Regions from separate parts of the Danio rerio genome. Here region 1 is linked to region 2. A link is a contact called in public HiChIP or PLAC-seq data. All regions are on one chromosome and are shown on one strand. The core of a region is the stretch at or near the end of the contact, and the rest is flanking DNA. Distances in the headings are between cores, read along the strand shown.

Evidence for each region. HiChIP or PLAC-seq counts read pairs in DNA pulled down with a chosen protein or histone mark.
Region 1: a contact with region 2 is called in an H3K4me3 HiChIP or PLAC-seq map of gastrula embryo, with 2.9 times the contacts expected there. The contact joins the promoter of coch here to the promoter of hectd1 in region 2. A contact is called at or near these places in 2 of 4 datasets of contacts at active chromatin or transcription factors (embryo and gastrula embryo).

Annotation. Positions count from the first base shown.
Region 1 is chr17:30,246,238-30,253,971 of GRCz12tu, reverse strand. coch (coagulation factor C homolog, cochlin (Limulus polyphemus)) reads left to right here and starts at 3,275. Exons shown (of 12, transcript NM_001003823.1): 1 at 3,275-3,339; 2 at 3,757-3,805; 3 at 3,908-3,952; 4 at 4,484-4,640; 5 at 4,720-4,853; 6 at 5,467-5,535; 7 at 5,611-5,667; 8 at 5,759-5,906; 9 at 5,989-6,092; 10 at 6,726-6,952; 11 at 7,057-7,570. The coding sequence starts at 3,772.
Region 2 is chr17:30,149,321-30,157,239 of GRCz12tu, reverse strand. It overlaps hectd1 (HECT domain containing 1), which reads right to left and starts at 2,185. Exons shown (of 41, transcript NM_001002504.2): 1 at 1,945-2,185. The coding sequence starts at 2,084. It also overlaps a transcript of heatr5a not described here.

The DNA.
Region 1 (7,734 bases), core at 2,026-4,525, 96 kb before region 2:
CCATCATTAAGGTGACACACAAGACTTGGGCCAGACACTGAATTAAGTATTTGGCCCAGATGTTCAAATCGGTATGTGAGCCACATGAAATTGGCCTATTTTGACCCACATTTGAAAAAGATTTAAATTATTTTTGAGTAAAAAAAAAATTCTACCAATCAGAAAAAGTGGGTTCATGGGTTTATTAATTTCATTGCAACATATCTGGCCCAGTTCAGTCCCGGTTATGGGTTATTATCTTGGCTGAGACTTGGCCTAGACATAGTTCATGTTTGGCTCTTGTCTGGAAGCCAGACTTGGTCCAGTCATTTACCATAATTCACTGTGGCATGTGGGCCGAGCAAAAGCAGATTGTGTGGGCCAGAGCTAGGCTTTGCTATGTGGTAAGCTACTACCCCTTGTTGTCAAAATGAAGTTAGATTGATAATACCAAAAAGCTGTATATATAATGTATATTTTATTATGTATTATGTAATGTATTATTTTACTTGTTTTTTTTTTGTTTTTTTTTGCAGCACAGTATATAAATACTTCTTAATAGAACCTGATTGTGTCTTTGTTTTCCACTAGTCCAGCCTATCATGTTTTAGTTTGGCACAATAATTAAGCTTCTGAAACCGCTGGAATTGACTCATTAATGGTTTTCATCTAAGCAAGCTTTACTTGATATGGAAGTTCACACTCTGGCTGGGAAACTCGATGTTACCTTCGTGACCTTCACAAATATTTCCTTGTGAAAGAGCGCTTTAGCCTGACATGGACTTTGTGTGCTGTGAAATATTCATTAATTGAGACACTGGGACAGTTCCCGGTTGTTACAATGAGCAGTTGTTCAAAGAGGCTCATAACAGATGGATTGAGTATCGTTCCTTCAGCTTTTTTTTTTTTATCTGTCGCACCTCTACAAACCTCCACTCCACTTAATCACTACATGCCAATGAATCGTGAGATGCCACAGTAAACATATCATATTCCTGTTTGCTGCCAGGATTAAAGCTGGAAATGGTCCACAGTACAGCTGATGAAGGACGATTACGTAAAAGTGACCAGGAGAGGACAGAGACCTCTTTGAAAACTGGACAGCCTCATGCTGACCAACCCAACTGTTCTGTTTTACATAAGAACGCACAGTGTGCTGGAGATAAAAACTAATTAAGGATGTTTTGCCAGCATAAGCTTCAGCTAAAGGAATAGAAAATACAAGCTATCATAATTTACTCACCCTGCACTTGTTCAAAACCTACTTGGGCATTCTTCAAAATATTCTTTTGTGTTCAACAGAATAAACTCAAGTTTTAAAACCAAAAGGGAGAGTAAATAGAGGTAAGAGTTTTGAAAGTGTTAAAAATGCTGGCCTTCTGCTGTTGAGTAACAAATTGTGCATAAAAAATGCAAGCGCTGTTTAAAATAATGTTTCAAAATTGAACCCAGTGAATAGGTTTGTCCATATTTTTTTTATTTTTAAATTTGCCCTGAAATAAGCCAGTCTACAGGTGTCACAGTGGCACAGGGGGTAGCAAGATTACCTCACAGTAAGAAGGTCCCTGGTTCAAGCCCTGGCTGGGTCATCTCGCATTTCTGTGTGCATTTCTGAGTTTGCATGCTCTCCCCTGTTCACATGGGTTTTCTCTGGGTGCTCCGGTTTCCCCAACAACCCAAAAACTTGCGTTATAAGGGAATTGAATAAGCTAAATTATCCGTAGTGTATGTGTGTGAATGCAAGAGTGTATGGGTGTTTCCCAGTGTTGGGTTGTGGCTGGAAGGGTATCTGCTTTGTAAAACACGTGCTGGATAAGTTGGCAGTTCATAGTGACAACCCCAAATTAATAAATGGACTAAGCTGAAAAGAAGATGAATGAATGAACAAACTCTATTTTAGATACAAACAATGGGTGACACAAAGGGTAACGCTGCCGCCTCACAACAAGGTTGCTGGTTCAAGTCTCATATAGCATTTCTGTGTGGAGTTTGCATGTTCTCCCTGTGTTTGCATGGATTTCCCCGTGTGCTCCAGTTTCCTCCACAGTCTAATGAAGCGCTGTAGGTGAACTAGATAAGCTAAATTGTCAGTAGTGTATGTGTGTGAATGAGAGTGTGTTGGTGTTTCCCAGTGATGGGTTGCAGCTGCAGGGCAATTCGCTGCATAAAAGTATGCTGGAAAAGTTGGCGGTTCATTCCGCTGTGGCAACCCAGATTAATAAGCCGAAAAGAAAATCAATAAATGAATGAAAATGGTCATTTTTCTGCTGTTGATGGTTCTACAAAAACCTTTGACAGCCATGGAACCTTTTTGTCCACAAAAGGTTATTTTAAGTGTAAATGGTTATTTAAATAATCAATATTTTAATCAAAATGGTTAATATATTTATATAAAAAATGAAAATGTAGACATTCTTCCACAGGAAATCATATTGTAAATTAGATATATGAAGAGTTCAGATCCAAAAGCTAAATAAAAAAATGATTTGATATTTCCCTCTGACATGAGCATTTTTCTCTACACAACTTCTGTGTGTAGGCTGAGCAATTTTACTTTTATAGTGACGAATAACTTCTTTTCGTTGCCTTTAAAGTGAAATAACTGAACAAAAACCCAGAAGACTTAGAAAAATGTTCATTATAAGAGAAAATTTCAGACGGCTTATTGAGGTTTTTGCATCTGAACTCTTCATATACTGGATAATTGCAGTATACTAGCTCATTGATGTTGTGGCTCTATTGATTTGTATAGGTTTTCTCAATGGACTGTGGGTTTTATTTCCATCAGTTGAATCATTCTGGGTAAGATTTGTGTTTATATCATATTTTACAGCACTGAATCAAGCTTACATGCACTTGATTAACCTTAAGATAAAGTTTTGAAATGCCTGTCATTGTATTATAGGACTCTGATGTTGAAAATGTCACTCAGCAGTTTAAAAAGTGACTTTTATTGACATTTTCAGAGGTGTTTTCTGGGTTAATCATGTAAAACATATAAATAAATAAATACAAGCTGAATGAATGGATGGGTGGTTTAATTATCTTAGATGATTTATTGCTCTACTCACCAACACTAACTAAACAGTTATTATATCGGTAAGGGATGTAGAACATTGCATATCTTAAGGTCTGAAAAGCAGGAGAATTTAAAACAATGTCCTTTTCAGGTGGTTTGGCTCTAAGGGCCGCCTCTTGTGACGTCAGCAGGGAATCATTGGGCTTTTCGGCGACATTATTTAAAGGACAAGCTCTTTCCTCAATATCCAGACACCTCTGGAATATCATCCATAAGGGAATTACTTTATTTTTTGTGTATAAGCTTTTAAGGCTGAGGAAACGTCATCCTACACAAAATCTGTAAGTTGGATTAAATCTTCATAGGTTGATGATTTTTGGCTGATTAGTGCCTTTTAATAGTGATCATTTTATATATCCAGATAGTTTTTTTTCTCTTCTTCTCTCTTTTCGTCCCTCTGTCTCCTTTTCCCTCACTCTGTGAGTGGATTAACTGAAGTATGCATTTCCAGAGGAGCTGTTTATGATGGATGTGTCTGGGGAGATTACATTTTTCCTGTATCATATCTGATTTCACTTGTGCGAGCCAAATACATTTTACACACCTAGATAAAAGGAAGAATAAAGATAGATTTAAAAGCCTCAGAAAGTTTAGGGGTTTTTTTGTTAAAAAAAAAAAAAGAGTATAAAGTGCTTTTAATGCAGAATGGGGTGCTTTTGTTCACTGGTGCCTGGTAAAATGCTCTTTTGTCTCTACAGAAATCTTCATTAACCATGTCGTTGTGGTTTGCTGTCCTTCATGTTTTAGGTAGGTGATTCTTTAATTGAAGCAACTGATACTAAACACTTCTAATACTGAATTATCATCAAATTTAATTATCATATGAATGCGTTTCTTTCTTTTTCACAGGTATTCTCTCTTTGAGCTGGTGCACTTCTGGATCTGAATTAAACGGTCAGTTTTTACAATCTCTTTAGTGCATATCTTGTCATATTAAATATCGCTATAAAGTTGCAGCACATTTTTGTAAACTCTGACTTTCTTGTTTTTAATTGGGCTGATCAATAGCTATGAGACATTTTTTATATAACAATTTAATTTATAGTTTTATTCATCCATTTTTTATAATTCATAAGTAGCTGAAAGATCTTTTAAAATACAATTATGTATGTAAAATGTAAAATACATTAAGTTCAAAATGTTTATTAGGTTTGCTTCGTTTTTTAAAACCTTTTAAAATCTATTTAAGTGAAAAAAGTATTTCATTTATGTTTTCAGTGGCACAGACATATTTTGAATATATAATTTACTTTATTTATTATTAAGGATTTATTTTACTAATTAATTAATAAATTTTTTATCAGAAAAAGAACACACTTTATGACAAATTTTCCAGTCAAATGAATTTTTATCTGTATTTAAGAGACTTTTTAAAAACCTATTTATTGTTTAAATGTTTGCTTTAAGTTTGATATTCTGTTTTAGTGGCAACGCCGATTAGCTGTGGGACTCGTGCGGTGGATCTGTCAGACACACATCTGCTGGTGCTCTGTCCAGCAAACTGCTCTCTGTGGAGCCTCTCAGTGTTTGGTTCTGGAGTTTATGCCTCTATTTCCAGCATATGCGGAGCAGCCATTCACAGGTACAGTTTTCACTTTAAACGATACAGTTGCAGACTTGCTAGACTCCAATAACAAGGAAAACGTTTGTCTTTCATCCAGAGGAATCATAGGTCTGTCTGGTGGACCAGTGGAGGTTCACGGACTGCAAGGGAGGACAAACTACCTCAGCTCTTACGCTCATGGTGTTCAGTCGCAGTCACTGTCGCAATGGAGCGCATCGTTCACTGTGGCCCGTGAGTGGAGACAATTACTAATACCAATTGGATGTGTAGATTTATTTACAGATTCAAAGATTTGCTGAACATAAATATTTTCATTACACTTGCGCACAATCTCTAATCTAATCTAATCTAATCTAATCTAATCTAATCTAATCTAATCTAATATATATATAATATAACCCAATATAATATAAAATCACACAATATAATATAATAATTTGTCTAATCATTATATATGTTGTTCACAATGATCTTATACTTTTAAAATTATAACATGTACAAAAGAAAAGAAAGACTGCAGCAAACAATAACTTCAGGAAAAGTGATATTAGATATATCATCAGCTGATATTGATATTAGCCGATAAATGTTAATTTGCAGTTTTATTGATTTGTGTTTTGTTTGCATAATCAGGATGAGAAAAAGTCATTTCAAGATGTAGATTTATCAGCCTACATTTCAGTTATTGACTTCCAAATTTAAAGTATGATCTGTTTTCAATTCAGCCAAACCGTTCATATAAATAATATGATGTATACAATTGTTTAAATTATCATAGTAAATAAATGTAGCTTTAGACCTCTATATAAAGATTTGTCACGCTAACTTTGTTCTTTTGTCTCAGGAACAATTAGCTTGCCTTTGGAAGTGTCCAGCCAAACCAGCAGTTCTGCCACCGTCGCATCTGGAGCAGGTACTAAATGTTCATATAACTGAAGATATTTGACATGTGTGGGCTAAACTAAGCATTCCTATTTCTGTCTTGCAGCCAAGAAGCCAGTGAAAAAAATAGTGAAGAAGCCTCCTCCAGCAACAGCACACAAAGGTCTGTACTGGCTGATTTTCTTTTCTAAGAAACTTATTGTAAGTAGCGTGACGTGGCATGTGTGTTATTATATAATATTACCTTGTTCCAGATTGTCCAGTTGATATGGCTTTGTTGCTGGATAGCAGCTACAACATCGGACAGCGGCGGTTCAACTTGCAGAAGAACTTTGTCAGTAAACTTGCAACCATGCTGAAGGTTGGGACACAAGGTCCTCATGTAGGAGTGGTGCAAACCAGGTGATCTGTGCATAAACACAAGTCATTTATCATAGTGAGCACTTATCAAGAAGTCACCTATAATCCATGTCTTTCTTCCCAGTGAAACACCTCGAACTGAATTCTACCTGACAAACTATACGACAGCCAAAGATGTGACCTTTGCCATCAAAGAAATCCCGTACATTGGGGGCAATACCAATACAGGTTTAATAACTTCTTCTGAACTGCGTATTTCATATGAACGAATGGGTTGAACACATGAAATATTTTTGTAAGTAAATCATGCCACCCTTTAGAAGATGTAAACTGAACAAATGTAATTTATAGTGATGCACTTAAAATAAAATCCAAATAAATGAAGTATACACATGCATATATATTCTTAATTAATTTACATTTATAAACAAATTGGTTGAGCAAATAAGTTGCTTGCTCCAAAAAATTGTCTAGGAATCAAGTGCAATAATAAATAACTCACTCACTCATAAAAATAGTTCATTTTTGGCACATTTTGGCATGTTAATGTATCAAGCAAAACTTTAAACATTTGTGCATTGAGACCCATAATATTGAACCCTTCCAGACAGACTTGTATTGTAAGTACATTACTGGAAATACAGTTTTTACATCCTCAATCCATTTCCCAACTGCTTATCTATCGCAGGAGATGTGGACTTGCTTTGCAGGTCAGTATGATTTGATCAACACTATGCCACAGATAATGCTGACGTAGATTAAACTTATCTCTAACACTTAACTTATGCTTTATTTCAACTCAATGATTATTGATGCTTATGAGCAGATCTTGGCAGGCTTGAGTTATTGGTTTTTGCACAGGTAAGGCCATACTGCACACCGTGAGGAACTTCTTCAGTCCGGATTTTGGGGTGCGGAGAGGTTACCCACGGGTCATTGTGGTGTTTGTTGATGGGTGGCCTTCTGATAATGTGGAGGAGGCAGCAATTTTAGCCAGAGAGTCTGGCATTAACATCTTCTTTGTGTCTGTGGCCAAGCCTTCCCCTGAGGAGGCAAGTCTGGTGAGCGATCAAGACTTCATGAGAAAGGTGAGATGTTTCACATTTGAACTCATTGAAAAAACACACCACAAATCATTAGTGTGAACCTCTGACTCTCCCGAAATCCTTTTATGCTGTCATGTACCTTACAGGCAGTGTGCAAGGACAATGAGTTCTTCACCTTCACCATGCCCAGTTGGTTCAGCACCAACAAGTTTGTAAAGCCACTAGCTCAAAAGCTTTGCTCCATCGATCAGATGCTTTGCAGCAAGACGTGCTACAACTCAGTGGATCTGGGCTTCCTGATCGATGGCTCCAGCAGTGTAGGTGACGGGAACTTCCGGCTGGTGCTGGACCTCCTTGTCTCCATCGCACGTAGCTTTGATATCTCCGACATTGGATCTCGCATTGGTGCCATCCAGTTTACCTATGACCAAAGGATGGAGTTCAACTTCAATGACCACGTCTTGAAAGATAATGCTCTAAGGGCCCTGCAGAAGATCCCGTATATGAGCGGGGGAACAGCCACTGGAGATGCCATTAACTTTGCTGTGCGGAGTCTCTTTAAACCCCGCTCAAGCTCCAACAGGAAGTTTCTCATCATCATCACTGATGGACAATCTTACGATGATGTGAGAGTTCCAGCTATGGCTGCCCAAAGAGAGGGTATGTATTTTACTCACACAAGGGCATCTAAACTATCTCCAGGAGAGCCTCTGTTCTAGCAGACTTTAGCTCCTACGCTTGAAAAGGGAATACATGTTTAGGATCACTAGAAATTTACAGGCAAGTATGTTGGAGCTGACATCTGTAGGACGATGCCTCTTTCA
Region 2 (7,919 bases), core at 936-3,435:
ATGTTCACTTAATATGTTTGCAGATAATTAAGAAACATGCTATGTAGGACTGGGCTGATAAAAAAAAATCGATATTTATTGACAATATACCATTGTCAATAACGATATTAAAAAAAAAGTTTGATATAAAACACTAACTTTATTAAAATGTGGCTGCTGAGCGCATGCCTTGAAAGAAATGCCAATAAACTTAAGGTTATTTCCAATAGAGGTGCACGGTTTGACGCAACTACTGTGTAATTATTATAGACACTTTTCAGATGTTGATCAACCTTAAAGTTTGCTTTGATTGTTCAGTGTTTACATTTTGTAACGTTTTATTTATTAAGTTTGAGTCTCTTTAGCACTTAGGTTTATTTTATTATAAGAGAACAGATATTTTTGCTTATTTTTTGCTTATGTTGCTTATGTTAAAACTATTTGCCTTAGTAAATTAAAATAAATGGTTAAAAAAATAAAAATTCTAATATTCCTGAATGAATTGTGAATTTTTTTTTAATAATTAGATACCGTATGATTTTTAAAATGTATTTCCCTGCCTTAATATTTTGGTATTTTTATGCTTTAGAACAATCAAAAACTTACATACAGTACCTTTAAAGTGCATGTTCGCATAAACATTTCCATGTATTGGACATATAAACATATATAGAATATTAAATTGAAGAGATATCAAAAACAACTAAACGCACTCAGTTGTAAATTTGAGCTCTGCTCTTTTTAACATGATAAACTTTTATTTTGTATTTTACATGTAGGGTTGTAACAATATACCGGTATGACGGTTTACCACGATTTGAACGTGCACGATTATCATACCATGAACAATTGCATATCAACGGTTTTAACCCTTAAAGACCGAGACAGCCGCCCGCGGCTAAAAATAAGTATTGCTCTTAAATGTTTAATAACTTTTGATCCGCTGATCTGATTCATACAATTCAAAGATTGGCATAAAGAAGCGAATCTCAGCTTTAAAGTGCTGTATCACATAACATTCGCTGATTTGACAAAGAAACGCTCGTCACTGTGTCTCCGGACAAATCAGACATGATACATTGATGCATTGTCCCTCCTCCATGCCCAGATTGGTTCAAACTCGCTATATCACAACCAATAAGCATAGGTTTCGCTTTTGTTTGTGGACCAACATGAGCTTTTTGAACAACACTGAATGAGAGAAAGGCATACATTTATGCGCGGCTAAATAAAACGCCAAAAAAAAAAAGTTTTTCATGAAATAATTCTCATACTAAGTACTTTTGCATGCACAGCAGCACAGAAACATGACAAAACAGTGACACAGCAAAGACGAACTGCTGCTCTTGCTGTTTTCAAAAGACGCAAATGAAGGTGCAGCTGTTTGTCTGCATTGCAGACAACCATATCCAAATCCATATCCACAGACAACCATATCCATGCTGGCACATAAAACCTAAAGATGTTCCATATTGAATCTAGTTTCGTTATGTAACTATTTATAGTATAGTAAATATTTATATCTATTTTTTTACTGAGGATTTGCACCATGTTTATTTGGACTTTATTTGGACTTTGACACATTATTTATTATTTTCTTATTTTTATTTGTTCATTGTAGGTGTTGTTTAAAGTAACTAAAAATATATTATTTGGAAAAAGTCAAATTTGCTTCACTGTTCTATTATTTTGTAACATTTGTAACATACCGTATACCGCGAAACCGTCAAACCGTGGTATTGTTTTAGACGATTATCATACCGTGAAAAATTCATACCGTTACAACCCTATTTACATGTACATTTTTTTTGTTTATAAATGTTTGCTTATATTTACTGGTATTAGCCATCATAATGACATTTACATTTGGTACAACACACAAATTATAGATTTACTCTGATCCCATTTAAATAGGAAAATATACACCACCCACCAGGCACAGTAACAGCATAATAGTACACTCACGTTTCGAAGCAGCGGTCCACATTGTCTGACATGAGCAACAGCATGCAGAGCTGCTCCAAGGCGATGAGCTGCATATCCCGCTCATCGCCCTGTCCCATCTGCAACCATTCCAGCAACGTGTCCGGGTCCACGTCCGCCATGATGCCCCACTTCCCAATCCACCCGACACCCAGTCACCCTGCCAGCAGCAGGAGAAAAATGAACAGGGGCAGTCACTGGTCCTCTTGAAGTCTCATCAAGTCTTCACCTTAGTAAGAAAACAACAGAAAATATGAGTGTGGAAATGACATCTGGGATACATCACTCAAAACCCTCTGCAATGATGCCTCAGGGCTCTAAGCTTCACCTTCTCCCCCTTGATGATGTGTCTTTTGGTGCCGAGCTGAAAACGCAGCTCTTGAGTAATTGAATGATAACTCTTGGGTAATAATGAACCGGGTGGAGTAGATGACTCTTTGAAGATGTATGCACTTGAAAGGTATACTAATAGGAGTAGATCAGACTATAAACATGATGAACTGTTGCCTGTAATCAAAGCACTGAAAGAAATCGGTGTGATTAGCTGATTAGCAAGCCTGGCCAACAAACAGTTCGCATGATGATGAATAGTTCATCAATGACTCACAGTGTGTGGCCCAAACAGCCCAGCTCTTCACAGACACACAGCAGGCAACAAAAACTGAGAATCACTAGGCTTTTATTGTTCTGAGAAACAAACCATTAAAGAGCAGCACTTTTCTAAAGCAGACAAGCTGAGCTAAGCATTGGGATAAATTCATAAGAATGGCAGATTTATGTGAAGTAGCAAAAGTCTGTCCTTCATTACTGCCCGGCTGGCTGCAGACAGGCTTCAGATGGATACACCAGCTTCTTAGAGGCTAACAGAGAGATCCACTTATCAACAGATTAAGAGGCTAACTTGACTTGGGGAGAATGTCCTGTTGAACTTGACAGTCAAAGCAAGTGTTTAGGGCCTGATCCACACTTTTACAGGATGCAAAGAAGAAAATCTTGAAAAAAAAACTGCCCTAGAGTAATTAGTGTTTATGCTGGCATTTTTAAATGAAACTAAAGATACAAAAAAAAAAGCCTTTTATGGCTCTTGTAGTTTTTGACAACTTACTGAACATCCAAACATCCGTTTACACATCATACTATTTTTATCAGTCAAGTCATGATGATGTTCCTATAAATGTGTGAAAGAGTGTTCAGCACTTTGGGCAATGTTGTGTTGTAAAAATGTGCTATATAAATAAACTACTACTACGACAAAAAAAAAACATCAAGAATTCCTGTTCACACACAAACATTAAGATCTGCTTTAGGAATACGAGAATCATGATGACAATCACAAGAAACAAACAGGTATGCTTGAGTATTTTATTAGGTCTTTTTAGTCGCATCTTCTGAAGTTAAGTACTATTTTTGGTTTGATTGCTCATTGGCATTAGGCCTGTCACAATATCTATTTTTGTTTTATGAAATATTGCACCAAAATATATTGCGATAAACTATATTATTGTAATTTTAAGGCCATTTTATGCCACTCATTATATAATGCCTGAATGACAATACAGTATTATCACGATGCAAGTACTCTATTCCAAAAAACACACAATATTTTATTCTTAAGAATTTTCATTTAATAAGTCATTTTAACCATTTAAAATTGAGGCATTAGAATCAGAATGTGAAAACTTATATCCTAAATAAATAATAATCATAATAATAATAAATGTAAAAAAACAGGTGCAAGGTAAAAAGTAACAGAGATTGCGATATCTGCTACCAGATCTCAGATACCCACATGAAAAAAGTAGTAATTCATAGTGGATAAAATAGTTTTTTTAACCATACTGAGACTAACACATCCAATAGAGACAGAGATGTTGCACTATCAGCTTAAATGTTTTATGTATGGATGATATATATTGCATCACCAAAAATAATCGAGGTCATGTCCATGTACTGTGTGACATATCGATATATTTATAATTGTGACAGGCCTAATTTGCATTTGGTGTGTTCATATTTCAGCCGAAACAAACAAGTTTATTTGGAAGGGGAACAAGAAGGTGGGTTTTTTTTGTCACACCATGGCATTTACACTTATTCAAATGAACTGCATTAACAGCAAACTCACACCAGGGCAGTTTAATTGAAGCAAACTTGCTAATTGTGAACACCCCCTAAATGAGTTTTAAATATGAAAGTCGCCAGATTGTAATCAAATTATACAATTGCAGCATATGCTTGCACCAATTAACTTTTTAATCTATGAGAGAACATATCCTGAGTTGCTCTTTCTGGTTTTGTAACCTTAACAGTAACACTGGGCCATTGTGAAGCAAACAATGCATCCAATATGCTAGACTTCAGAAAACAAGTTATGATGCCATAGCCCTGGGATACACTCTCTCTTGGAAAGAGAACTCTGAAAGTTTACTGTAATTATGCCATTTTCAAACTAATAGATATGTTCATTCCCAGTCGATTAATCCACTAGACCAATAACATACAATTTATATTCATAACATCAAGTTATTGTTAAGGTTCTGTTTGTAGTTTATTAACTAAAACCTATTAAAGCCCAAAGTTCTGTTTTGATACATACACTGTAAAACCCAAAAAGTTAAGGTAACTTAAACCCCTTGAGGAAAACTGGTTGTAACAAACCATTTAAGCTGAAAAACTAATCCTAATGAGTCTCCATTTGAGTAAATGAAGCATTTTGAGCAAAGTGAACCCTGATAAATGAAGAGAAGTCAAACCAACTGAGTACTGTAAAACCCAATAAGTTTAGGCAACACAAACCGTTTAATCAAACCGATTGCTACAAACCATTTGAGTTTAAAAACTAATCTGTACGAGTATTGTGAAACTACTGCATTTAAGTTGAATGGTATTGAGAGGTATTTAATTAATGTATTGCCTTCAACACAGAGTTCAAAACTCATTTCAAATTAGTAGAATTAACTTTCAGTAAATTTAAAGTTAACGAAACTCATTTCATTTGACAACTTTATCAAATGAAATGAGTCTAGTTAACTCAAAAGTTTTACAGTGTACATTTCTAAGGGTTTTCAGGGAGTGTTCAACCTGAATGTTTGGTTTGATAATTAAAACAACTCTAATGTGATTTCTCTGTTTATGTGGTTCATTTGAAAAAGTGTGAATGCTGTCATCCGCACCTTGGTGCACATCAAACATGCAAAGCTTGACTGCTGGAAAAAAAGGCCTCAGTGTCTACCAAACCAATACCGGTGTGGTTCAACTGAAATATGAATACAACATAGAACAAGTGCACAGAAACGAGCCTAAAACAGGACATGACATCACAAGATGAGACCTTAAAACTGACAGAAAGCTCTGTCTCTCTAGGTTTTCCTGTCATCATAAAAATGTTGTCTGCTACATTTTAATACAGGCATTGGAAATGAGTTTGAGTGTTCAACATGGAAATTCCTGGCATCGTTTGGACTCAACACATTTTATAAATCATTTAGGAGTTATTGGCTGATATAGAGAAAATACAATCATAAGTATGTACAAACATTCACATTCAGCCCAGCCCACTGCATTGTTTTTGGGTGGTTACAGAGTTTTACAAACATGATCTGTTTGTTTTCCCCTTTTACGTTCAGTCTTGGAAATGAAACGTCGAATGCCAAGTGATCAAGGATCGTGCATTGTTTTCTTTATTTGTCTGGACCTAACAAAACATCATAATTGAACTACAAGTGTAAATAAGCTTTGATCGTCTTGGTAAAACTATTTATTTAGCTCTTCGTTTATTTATTTAGCGTGAGCAACACATTCACACACGTGCTTACCTTTAAAGTTATTAAATAAAGATTAGACTAATCAAAATGTCTAATAGTAAAATAGATTAAACTAATTAAATGTAACTACTAAAGTATATTTAGTCAGTTGTTGTTCTTAGAGCATGGAGATCAATTCAACTTCACAGCAAACGTTCAGCTTTATCCGTGGCTCTTACACTCAGGACATTTGATGTTTCATGGACAAACATGATTTAAATGATGTTCTTTGACTTTCTGCCAGTGCAGCTGACTAAGGAGTCAAAAAACAACTTGATTGCAGGCGATGTCATCATGTCAACAGCCTATACAACAACACAGTAAAACTCACCTTTCAGGAGGACACATACGGTGTCTATGAGCGCTAACAGGTCACCAACAATATGTTTGATCTACAAAATAACGTCGTTTGTTTAACTTCATGTATTGCCATCTAACACGATTCTGAGATCAGAGCAGGTGAACAAAGTCAAATTAAACCTGAACACGGCTCATAATAAACAGCATAACGATATCACACAAAATAACCGTGACTGTTCGTTACAGAAACAAGTTAAGCAAAGAAATAATAATATATTCACGTCCAATCTGGTCCTGATGGCCTCTTTCTGGAGCTCAAACAGCTTATGTTAGCTTAAACGCCATGACAGACTCTACAAACGTTTAATTTCTCGTTAACAATTGTATTTGACTATATGTTTTTCCCACTAAAAGAGTAAAACCACTAATAAACGGCTGTGAAAGCGACACTTGGCTAGCTGGGATTACGTTAGCTAAAATGCGTCCTGTTAGCTTCACTTCGGGAGACCTAATTAATCCCAAACTTCGTTTACTTTATTTGAATAACGAAGGAATATGTTTTCCATCCATACATAAAATAGATCTGAAAACATTTTAACGTTGAAAACCCAAAAAACAAAGACACACATCAGCGGCCTCCTGTTTACCACTAAATCCGCGAGCTAAATTTGAGTGAAAGCCCGAGGCCTCAACGCGCCTCTGAAGCAGAGACACAAACCCTCTGCCGACACACACAAACACTCACCGTTTATCGCCGAACGACGAGAAAACACACACAGGGTGGACAGAATTCGTCTCGGAATAAAGTTGTATCAGACGGAGAGATGTGAATATTGCTTCATTCCCCGCTTCTGTTGGTCGTAAGGTAGAGGTCAAAGTGAACGGGAAGGCGACGGGTGAAATATCGAGTGAAATGGAGAGCAGACGAGAGAACTAGTCGAGGCTCCGCATATCACGAGGCTCCGCGGCAGCAGCAGCAGCAGCGGTCAGAAACACGCAGCGATGCGGCTCAGCGACAGGGGGTGCTAAAACACCTCGCCTTCATCGAGGTCGACAAAAAAAACAGATCAGACATTCATTCACCTATATTGCGAAATTGTACAAAGTGAACAAAGACGCTCGCTGTCTAATATACGAAGCAAGCTATATTTGGTTAACGTAAATCCCAAAACTACTTGAATGCATTATCCGTTTTATCGATGAATAATAACAAAAGAGACATATTTAAGAGATTTTAAGACATATTTTAAAATGAAGACATACTATACACTGAGGAATGTCCCTCCTAGGTTTCACTGTAGAGTAAAAACAGAGACTCTTGAAGCAAATCTAGATTTTATTCTTGTAATATAACCAGAAAATAAATGTTATTTTTGCATTATTATATAATCTGTACAATTTACATTATACAAAATGTAAGGTTACAAATGCATAATTGTATTGATCATCACAGCTTCTAGAAGAAAGCAGCACCTTAAGTCTACAGAATATTTGTGGAAGAATGTGTTTTGTGTTTTCTTGCATTGTAAACTTGTTTGTAGTATGTTAGTGTATTAAATATTCTGCTGCTTGTTTAATGTTTTTGCTCACTTATGATCAGTCTAATGCTTAAACTGCATGTCAGAAGTGAAAATAGATTAACTGTAATAAATGACACCAACACAGATTTGCATGCATAATCTCAATACACAAAATCAAACTACTATTTCGAATGCATGAAAACCCATTTCAGCCACATAATAAAATAATCATGAGGTGTGAAATCTTAATTGAGATTAAAATTAACAGTTGTGATGAGAAAAAAAGTACAATCAGTTTTAAGATAAAAACTAACATTATGATAAAAAACATACC